2 separate regions of the Danio rerio genome follow, and region 1 is linked to region 2. Evidence: chromatin contacts called from public Hi-C data. All regions are on one chromosome and are shown on one strand. Each heading gives the region's core, a stretch centred on a gene start, on an enhancer-like site or on the middle of the called end of the contact. The rest is flanking DNA. Distances are from core to core; before and after follow the strand shown.

Region 1 (5,499 bases), core at 2,706-5,205, 130 kb after region 2:
TTAATGATTCCGGTTTCTGGGTTCCGTCGAGGAAGCACCGGATAATTGATTCTAATTGCATTGTCTTTTTGTTTATGCCGAAGTCTGTTCTGAATGGTTATTTTTACCTACATGTTGCCATATGAACAGTCACTGCGTGGTTATGTTGATTTTAATCTAATTATGATCATGTACATAAACAGTTCTTGGTTTCGATTTTGATTCATTTAAGCTATTTTGACGTTTATTGAAAAGGCTCATAAATGTTGTGAGGATCTGATTGCGTTGGCTGTTCTGCTTGTTTGTTGTGGTTATTGTTCAGTTCAACTAAGCTACAGCATAGTTCTTTTGCTATTTTCTTCTAAGAATGAACAGGTATTAGTACATAACATTTATAAAAAATTTTTTTTTTAAATAAATTTATAAAAACAATTTAAAGACAGGAACATCTAAAATGTATACATTAGTATAAACCTTGTTAAAAATCCACCCGCTTTGAAAGTTATCACTCGATTAAATGCGTATTATCAATGGTTATCAGCAGTTATCAGTGGTTATGCGCATGGTTAATCATCTATACTAATAGAGAAAACTCCAGACCCAGATCTGTTTTACAGTACTGTGACTGTTGGGTTTAGGGTTGGGGTAGTGGTAGACGTTATTAAAAACAATTAATGGGAAATGTAATAAATAATATAAATAATTCTTGTGGTGAATCAGCTATTCTAAAAAAAAGACTCCAGATATGTTGTTACATTACTGTGATGGTTGGGGTAGGGGTAGATGTTAATAAAATACAATTAATGGGAAATTTAATAAATATTATATAAATAATCCTCGTTAACTTCTGGCGGCAGCTGTATGTGATCTATAGCTAATTAACCATGTGGATGCATGATTACAGCCTTCTGAGCCTACTAGTAGACGCAGAAGGTCCCTGCAGTCCCTGCAGAAGGTCCCTGCTGGCCTATATCTATCAGCTATATCTATCAGCTAATAACCACTGATAATGCCCATTCAATCGAGTGATAACATTCAAATCGGCTGTAAAAATCTGTTAATTAACAGTTTCCAAATTATTCATGGGTATTTTCCATTTATTTAAGGTTATGTAATTGCATTATGGGACGTTGATTTCTGCTATGTTAACTTTTAATATTGAAAATTGTACTCTGCTTTTTAACTGAGTGACTTTTTTGACATTTTAGTAGTTTGAAGAAATGTATTATGTAGGAAATACTAAAGAATTAAGTGCAATTTATTCAGTGAAGTTTTTTGTAGCACTATTTACAGCACTACATTATATTACATATAAATATATATATATATATATATATATATATATATATATATATATATATATATATATATATATATATATATATTATATACAGACAATATAGTGTACACAGGCAATATATAGTAACTCATATATAGAAATCTCAAACATTAAGATAAGTCACTTTAGGAAAAATCAAGATGCCATAAAATGCAATTGAAAAGAATATAACGGAAAACATGAATCTCAAAATGGGGAAAACTATTAATATACAGATATTTGTTGCAGTGTCTTTAAAGATACAAAATTATATTTACAAATCTTTTAAACCATATAAATTAAACTTACACTAAACCCTAAACAAAACCCGTGCACTTTAAAAACATTCATGTACTGTAAAAAATGTGCAGGAAAGTTTTGATGTTAATAATATATTATTAGCATAGCATTTTGAGTTGATATACATGTATGTCCTAATTACAATAATTTATTGCAGTAAAGTTAAGAATTCTGCCAAAGGTTGTCCAGCAAATTTTGTGTTGCAATGACAGTCTACAATGGCAGGATTCGATAGTTTAGTATACAATAGAATTTAGATAAATTGATAGATTAAAAATATATTATTTTAATAATAAAACCCTGATACACGAAGGCAGACATTTCTTTTTTAGATGCAACCAAAACATGGCATGTCGCAATATGTGATGAGAGCCAATGAACATTTGATTTCACAAGTAAAACTTAAAATTGAAGTGCCAGTTTTTAAATTTATAATGAGTGCAGCTTTTGATGCATGCATTTGCTTTTAAACACTGAGATGAGGGTGTTGAATAAAAGATTGAATCTGCTCCTGTTCTGTCTTCTTAAAAACTTGATTACAGTTTACAAAAATATTTAAATATTTACAGAAATGTTGGTAATTTTAATGATTTTGAAGTCAATTTTAAAATTTAGGTAAATGGTTAATGTCATATTTCAATTCATATTTGTCTAAGCTAAGCTCCTCATAAGTAAATCATTTATGTTTTAGATGTTGTCAGTATTTCATCTTTAGATGCTGTTAAAACATCAGCATTGTATATTTCAGTGTTTATGAAAATGTATGTAAATATATATGCGATATGTAAATGACATACAAATACTCTTGAGATAATATCCCTATGTTGCTGTAGAGTTAGTTACAGGAAACATCGGGTGCATCTCAATCAGGCACTGTACCTAGATCAGCACATTAGCCATAAAGGCCATGGGCATACATCTTTTTGCAACAATAACAGCTACAACAATGACAAGAAAAACCTTTGTTGGCCGCTTTCCAGCTATTAAACAGACATGTAACAAAATTAATCTGACTTTTGCGACAGAAAACAAATGCAAACATATGTGACTATCACAGCTAGGGAAGGATTTAACCAATAAGCAAGGTAAGCGGCCCAAGAAATCTGGGGCCCCCAATAAATATCCAGAAGTTTCTATAAATGATACAACATTTCTATTGAGGCTCTAACAAATAAAATTTTAAGATAGTTATACATCCGTGCAAAAATGTCCCCCATTATCAATCATGGAGCAGTCTAGCAGTCAAACCAGGAAAAATTATATATATATATATATATATATATATATATATATATATATATATATAAAACAAATCAATTAAAATGTAGAGCTTGCATTAAGACACAAATGTAGAAAAGAAGATTGAAGGATATAAGAAAAAACAAATAACTAAAAACTAAATAAAAATACTAAGGACCCAATGGATGTAATTGCTTAGAGCTCCCAAATAACTTAATCCGCACGTTTACAGCATTCTGAAGTTCAAGTTTGGTGAAAAAAATTGTATTACAAAATGACATCCATAACCAATAGAAGATAACTGTGACCTCTTAATTAAATAATAATAATAAAAAAAAAAACATAAAATTTCAGTCTGCAGAATTGGAAGTGCATTCTAGCAGCAAAATGGATTTGGCTGTAATTTTTGAACCGTAATCATAAAATTTTTTATTAGATTAGCTCCAGATTTGGCTTCAATACAGACTAATCTAATGTATATGCAAAAAAGTAACACTGTAAAGCATCCTACAGTAAAAATTAATTTAAATTAGAGATTTGTGGGTGGTGTACTAATATATGCAGAGCACTGTATAACATTGTTCTAGTGTTTTTTCAATACTTGAATGTAAAAAGGCTACATATTGTGCCTTTAATTCATGCAAAAGCATGAATTACAAGAAATCTCAAGAAACAGTTCAGTTTCCCCTTCAGCCTTTTTCACAGACGTTAATTGATTTGTGAAATTCTGAAACTAGTGTCGGATCAGAATCAAACGCAGCTCTCTTAAACACCTCGTTCCGATCGAGCGTCAACGCCAAGACCCTCCAGTGACACTAATTAGAATAAATTAACAGAAAACCCCTTGTAAGATAAATACAGGCATTAGCGGATGAACACATCCCTGGCCACAGTTCAGTCCCCGCACACACACTTTGGCCCGTAGGCCTCATCGTTCTGAACCAGGGGAGTCATTTAAGGATGAACAGTTTAATTACCGAGCTAATAAGTGTTGCCACAGACTTTCTAATATTATTCTGGGAGAACACTAGCATGTCATTACCCTCCTCCCCCTGAGGAACGCGTCCTATTAATCATAATGAGGAATTTGTTAGCATGTGGTCATGTCAGTTGGGATCAATTTCTTTTACCTAAGCTTTCTATGAAGCTGCCAGACGCTCGGGGCGGAGTGTGGAAGGGATCGATTTACAGTCCCGCAGCCATTAGGCCCTGTTTTGTTTTTGTTGTTTTTGTTATTTGATAGCTCATTTGCATCCGCGTGGCAGCTGCCGAACGCACATTGTAGTCGTTTGTTGACCTGCTTGCACAGATACTTTCTGGCTTTTACAAACTAAAACGGCTGTTTATTTTAGGATGTAGCTGATGCCTGCGGCCCTACGGTTTGATGATGGACTCTTGTGGTGCCTTTCCTGCTAATAATGTAATCATTTGCGTAAGTAGCGCATGCTGTCGGCCTGTCAGATTTGAAAATGTTCAATCTGCACTCGGTGTGGTTTTATTGGTCACACAATGGCACCTCAAGCTCTGCAGTGACACAAAATGGCTTCCAGCTTGCCACAAGATTGAAAAATGCTAGTTTGCAAAACCTCAATCATAAATGGCCTGTACAGATCGTAAAATGGAGTTTGCACGATGACACATTTGGCGTGTAGGTGAGGGAGGGTGTTGGCCAACTGTTGCTGGACGGATTTGGTGTCAGTTTGATGGGTTCAGCTCTGAGGTTTCACTTTTTCAGCTACGGCTGTCTCACACTTTCCACAGGCACATTCATATGCAAATAGTGTCTGATAGAGGGCAAGAGCTAAGCAGATAGAGCAGTGCACGGACACTGAGAGAAACATGTGAGAGGTCGCTGCACTAAGAGAGAAACTACAGAGAATCTTTATAAAAATGGATGTATTGTGAGTGGCTGCATCTCAAACCTTCTGTTATTAATAACTGACTGCCATCTAGGTGTCTTGTTGACATGAGACTTATATTTCAACTAAACTAGAAGTAAAACAGACATAGGCTGTTTTGTAATACTATATTTACTGTTTAGGCTTACTGTTTCAAGTAGGGATGCACAATATATAATTTCAGTATAGATATCGCAATGTGATCATTCGCAATAGTTACATCACAGGATGTGCAATGTTGAGTTTGCATTATACTTTATCATTTGCACGCATTTTAGTGCCTGTAATTGTATAATGACTTTAAAAACATTCAGGTACAAGAAATTGTACAATGTGTGACCTTAACTACCATTATTTTATTTCATTATTTTTATTTTTATAATTTTTCTTGAATACTGTTAGATTCGGGATATGATGAAACACTTTATTCCAATTGTATGATTTTCTGTATTGTTATGCGTGAAAATACTCACAACACATGCAAATACAGAAATGCACTGCAAATAGCACAGACCACAGCAAAAATGTGTCAGGGGACCCAAAAAAATTTATAGACTGTTTATTTGCTTTTATTGAGATGCAAAAAGTAAACATTCATTCATAAATCTATTTTTTTTATTACATTTCATAGAGATGCACTTCCACTGCAGAATCATCCTAATCGATCTAATATTGTAAATTCTTTCCAAATAATAAGTCATTTGGTGAAATTGTATTCATATCGGAATATTTATTGCAAAATAAAAGAAAATCACAATGGTAGAT
Region 2 (6,079 bases), core at 2,202-4,701:
CTGTAATTACTTTTTTGTGGTAATACTATAGTTGCTATGGTAACACAAGAAGTGTAATATAAACAAATGATCCAGTGCTGTAGTTTTTTTTACAATATGGGGTAGATTGTACTACAATTCACCACACTTTACTGTAGTAAAACTACACTTTATATTTAATTTTATGAGTTCACTATTCTTAATACGACAGTATGCTTAAGCATTCATTGTAAGTACTATAGCCTAAAACATAGGCAGTATACCTTACACTCAAAAACACTAGTATTTATTATAGAATTTATCTTAACCTGTAAGTAAATAGTGTAGCAATAAATAAACCATATAAAAATTCTTGGGATAACAATTAAATAGGAGGATCTCTGGAGACCAACAGAACGAAAGGAAGAGGAAACACACGGCATAGATTGTGAGTCTGCATCATCTGTCGGAGCGAGAGCAGGTCGTTAGCACATGAGCAGCCCAGCCAGTGTTGAGTGAACGCGAGGAGTTTTGTCCACAGAGGAAACCGGCACGTTCATTCGCTCGCTCGTATTACATGAATGAGCTTACGACATTTGTCAGTGAAATAACGCCATATGCACTTACGTCCGTCTCGCAAATGCACTGTCTTATGCCATTTTCATCTATTTGCCGCTTTTCCGCTGCGCGTACTGCGAACCGGGCTGAGCCAAACCGGCCCTTGAGCTCAGAAGCTGAAATCATTCCGCGTTCAAAGTAAAAAGGTCCCATAGCCAGAGGGAGATTAACGACAGCACGCGCATATATTCTCTAGCCACGAACAGGAAATAGAACTGCGTTTTTTTTTATTTGTTAATGTCTTGCGGCCGAAAAGTGTGTTGTAACGCACGCGTTACTGAACATGTAAAATATTACTGAAAATGTATTAGTAATGCCTTACACTACTGCGTTACAGGAAAATGTAATACATTACTGTAATACATTACTTTTGTAAGGCATTACCCCCAACACTGTCAGTAAATGCTAATATGTTTGTGGGTACTGCAAACGGCATGTGTGAGACTCATCATTTCAGAAAGGCTTGAATAAATTCCTCCACAAATACATCAAATAAACTTACTTTGTATTTTTGACTAATGAGCTGTATTTCAGCTTCATCCGAGTCTGTCGTTGTCACTGTGCTGTTTATCTGACGTAATGCATGATCAGAAGCAGACACGCACATGTGCAGAGAGAAGCAGCTCATTCGGATTTAAAGCCACATGCTACAAAAACAACTACAATGTACTCAGACACTAAAAAGGGCAAATTCTGGAGGCTATAAATAATCTAACGGGTATTTTAACCTGAAACAGACACCAAAGGCTTATACTTCTTCTCACTTTTAAAGCCATCCATAATCTCGCTCCTCTATACCTTGCTAATCTTGTTCATATCACCACACCTTCTTGAACACTCAGGTCTTTTTCCATTCACCTCACTGTTCCCTCTGTCTGCCTTGTCACCATGGGGAGCAGATCTTTCAGCCACTCTGCTGCTCAGCTTTGGAATTCACTTCCTCCTGACCTCCGTCAAAGAGCATAGAATCACCAAGAGGCGACACTCTAGTGTGATTTGGGAAACAGCCACTAGATGGCGCAGTGGCCACTTTGGAATGAAAATTCCAATAGAATAACAGCATATTATAAGTCTGTAAAGTAAACTATTAAAAGTGCTAATGATTGTGATAGTAAGCGTTGTATTGTCGTCTTTCAGGTTGTATCTCAGCTTTAATGCACTTTAAAAAAAAAAAAAAAAAAAAAAACAAGGCAGCTGCTTGCCATTGCGACAGAAATAAGATCCAAAATGGTGGAATCCGGGCTGTTGCTGGGCGCTGCTGTTGCAATGGAACATTCTATTGAATTCTATCATTCTAAGCTCTTTGTCTCGATAATTTAGACTCTCTTTCAAATTTAAATCCAAACTCAAAGAATAGTTTAGAACAGCTTATTGTCTTTAACCCAAATGCATTTTTAATGTTTATATTGTGTCTATTGTCTTTTATTATGTTTTTATTTGAACTGATTGTTCTAGATGTCCTGTACAGTGACCTTGAGTGTCATGAAAGGCGCCTTTAAATAAAATGCATTATTATTATTATTATTATTAGTATTATTATTATTATTAGTATTAGTATCTTACATCTTATAAAAGGGGTAAAATAGGTACTTGCACTTGAATAAATGTTTTGTCTCCACAATACTGACTGAAATTTTGACTAAGTAAACATTGTTCCAAGTCCTGCAATGATAATGTTAGCTGTATATTAAATTAATGAGGTAGAATTAAATAAGTAGGACATAAACTTATTCATGTGCTTTTGATTTACTAAAAAGAAACAACTCATAGGAGTCATTTGGCTGAGAATGCTGCCATTTCCAGGCGATTTCCTTATTATGAAACCACCACATCAGAAAAAAATATCATAGTAAATCATTATAATCACATAGAGGAAAAAAAGTCAAATTATGACAAAAAAAGTATAAACCCAAAATACATAATTGACTTGTTTTATATTTATGCCATAATTATGACCTTTTATGTCATAATTATGGCTTTTCCACGTAACTTTTCATGTCATCATTTCATCTTTTTATCTTATAATTATGACTCATAATTTCAACTTTCTATACCATCATATGATTTACCAAAGCATGCTTTTTCCTTATGTGCTGGAGATTCCATGCTTTATAAAAATGATGATTTTACAATATAGATGGTGGTCATATGTATCTACATCATATCATGTCCTTCATGGAGCTTTCTGCTTCTCGAAAAAGTCAGTCTTGTGCAATGTTCGTATTTATTTACATGGCTTCACTGTAACAGACTCTCCTTTCATTTTGAAAAGTCAGCACAAGTGCTTTAGACACGGGAGAGCCAGACTATGAAACTCCACCAGCATTATGTGTATTTTATTTGGTGTGGTTTGTACCTTAGTGGAGTTTCACACCTCTTGTAAGTGCTGTAAGTTATGCTTGGTCTGTATTCTGTTTCACATTCATAATGAGAAGGAATGGAAGAGAGGAATGTAATCACAGCTGCCCCTTATAAAACCCTCCTTGTGTTTTGCAAACCACATGCCACACTGAGCTAGCTGCGCCAAGTCAAATAACATGCATTGTGTAGTAACATTTCCAGCAAGACAACAGCTTGATTGAACATATTCAGAACAGACACAATCTCCCATTACGCTCCGAGGCTCTGCTGGCTTGTCATCAATGTATTGATCAGCAATTCATCATAGGCTGGATTTAGCCCTGGCTCTCTGTTCGCTAGTAAATAATGATCATTAAAAGCGGTTACTTATGACGTTCCCCATTTATCAAAAATTACACTGTTTGCTTGTTCTCCACTCTCTCTCGGTCTATAAATGTCATTGATGTTTCAGTAACAATAACATAAAGCTTTCGAAAAGTGAGTGATATGCAAGAATGCAAGTTTTCGGTGAACACAACAAGCCGGTTCCACTGAGCGAAGATAAATATTTGAGATAGAAATACGATTTGGCAAAATCTAGGTCAGGAAGTTCATGAAAACAAATCCGTTCAGGGAATGTTTATATTGTTTGGTCAAACTACTGTGTGCTCAACAATGTTCCTTCTTAGTCTGAAAATCTGAAAGAAGTTAAAAGACCACAACGCATAATTAGATGTCCATCTGTTGAAAAGATGGTTCAGATATAGGCATGTCTGGGTTTGGAAGCCTCAAGAGCATGGCTAAATTTGTAATAGCATACTAGCTTACTGCTCTTACTATTTTTTTTCTCCCAAATGTCAGAAATAGCTGTATGCTAGTATCCTATTCTGGATTCAGCCCATATATTTCTTAGAAAGTTTGCTTAAATGTAACCTCAGTATTGTTTTTGTTTATGTCGCGGTGACCATAATGGCTTTGTCTTGAATTTATACTGACACCTAGTGTTTGTGGGTATATAAAAACATGAAAACAAAGGCAGCCATAAGCTGTTCAATTCTGAAGAGCTCATTCTTTTGACAAATGGAGTCAGTTTATCAGTGCGTTCCTGATGGGATATATTGCCCTCAGAGGGGCCCTTTCAGAGTGAAAATAATCATGGCCACCATTTTGAAGTGTTGTTCCAAGTCAAAGTGCTCAAAACCGGCCACTTGGAAGGGCCCTTCAGAATGAAGGGCACAACTGATGGACACTTTGGGCCCCCATGATCCTTTGCTCAGGGATACTTTACACTGTGTTCCATTTGGAAGGTCTCATCTCAATTCCCAAACCCCTTTAAAGCTGTCACTCTCAAGCTGTCACTTCTTCAAAGGAGATTAGGACACCCGAATAGGATGCAGTGTGTATCATACAGCATGTTCACTTCACGCTGCTCCCATATACCAGAGTGCAACACAATCATGACATCACTGCAGGTGGTCTTTAGTTTACCCCTACCTCAAAACAGTTCAATGATAAATTAATTATTTTTCAAATGTTAAAAACAGCCCAAGGGTACATACTGTATAAGCATTGAATGTGGCATATCCAGAGGGGGAGTATATAGTGGGTAAATAATATTGAACATGTCAACAATTTTCTCAGAAAGATGCTGTTGACTTGACATTTGTCAGTAAAAATGTCAGTTACAACCAAAGTAATTCAGAAATACAAAGAAAACACAACTAACTAATATAATGAAATGGCACATGGAAAAGGTATCGAACTCATGCAGAAAGGGAGGTTTAAAAAGGCATGGAATGCCCAGACAGCAAAAATCCGAAATCTCTAAGTAGCTAGAATGCAATCCTACCTCTTGCCATTGTAAATGAATATTAGCTGCTTCAATCTTAACATTTCAGCAAGGCAATGATCTAAAACATAGCCATAACAACTTGTTTTCAGAAAAAGAAAATAAAGCTGCTAGATTGGCCCAGCCAATCACATGACCTGAATCCAATAAAAATAAGAAATAAAGAAAAGATTTCATAAAAAAAGACCCACAGAAGCATCAATATTTTGAAGTTTTGGGAAAATCACATCTGACCAATGCCTGAGGCAATCACAGGAGGCATCTTGAAGCTTTCATTACAAAAAAACCTTTATATTAAGTATTAGGTACATTTAAGTTATTCAGTACTTTCTTCTTGTGTCATCACATTGTTATTACACAAATAATATTTTAGTTTGGAATGTTTGTTTGTTTGTTTATTTATTTGTTTTTTTTTACCAAAATCTGGGTCAATTTTATGTCAACAGCTCCTTTAGAAAAACATTTAGCAGGTAAAATACTTATTTTATCCACTGTAGCATTTGTAGCATTATCAATGGTTATTTAGTGAAGGAAAGGCATTAAGATGAACTGGAACACAGCCATGAGCATTCAAATGCAAATTATACAAATGCTACAGAATCAAATGTTGAATCATCAAAGTGGTGATAACGATGATTAAACTTTTCAGAGTGTTGCTAGATTTAAACAACTTGATTTATGTTCATATCTTAGTTCTGAAACTGCCTCTGAAGCCATTTTTTATGTAACTCACCCACTTTCAAAGGGCCCTTTGTAGTTGTCAGTTCTGAACACTTCAGTTTAAAATGACCCTTCAATAAGACTTATATACATAAGTGCCCTTCAGATGAAGATTTATTGCATTTGGAACGCAGCGAGAGTTGGCATCAAATGGAAGTTGTGATGGGCTTTTCTTCCCTACTGTGACGTACAGTATGTTTGAGTCAAATAGCTTTTCCAACAAGAAAAATGTAGGACAGGACTTGATTCTGCATGGCTGCATTGTTATTAGTGAATCATTGGGACTGACAAGTTTTCACAACACTGCACAAGAAAGCACATCAACAGATAAGAGATGTCATAAAACTTAATTCTACATTTCATTGATCAAAACAACTGTCAGTTTTGCATGGTGACTTCTTCAATTATCATTGCATTGTAGAAATACACTCTCAGGCCACTTTATAAGGAACACATGTCCAACTTCTCGTTAATGCAAATTTCTAATCAGCCAATCATATGGCAGCAATTTAATGCATTTAAGTAGGGTCACAATTTGGCTTCGACAACATGAAAGCATGGATCCATCCTGCCTTATATCAAGGGTTTAGGCTG

Evidence for each region. A called contact is a pair of places that touch in the nucleus more often than the background predicts.
Region 1: a Hi-C map of embryo shows a contact between it and region 2, with 1.6 times the contacts expected there. The contact joins two enhancer-like sites. A contact is called at or near these places in 1 of 18 Hi-C or Micro-C datasets (embryo) and 1 of 4 datasets of contacts at active chromatin or transcription factors (caudal fin).

What each region holds. Positions count from the first base shown.
Region 1 is chr2:25,256,681-25,262,179 of GRCz12tu, forward strand. All of the region lies in intron 1 of tox (thymocyte selection-associated high mobility group box), which reads left to right. Among named protein-coding and RNA genes, the nearest start is that of tox, 46 kb to the left of the region's middle. Within about 2 kb of position 3,956, at least 12 of the 62 cell types and tissues checked have an H3K27ac peak or open chromatin away from gene starts, as enhancers often do.
Region 2 is chr2:25,128,295-25,134,373 of GRCz12tu, forward strand. It overlaps a transcript of tox not described here. Among named protein-coding and RNA genes, the nearest start is that of ca8, 47 kb to the left of the region's middle. Within about 2 kb of position 3,452, at least 6 of the 62 cell types and tissues checked have an H3K27ac peak or open chromatin away from gene starts, as enhancers often do.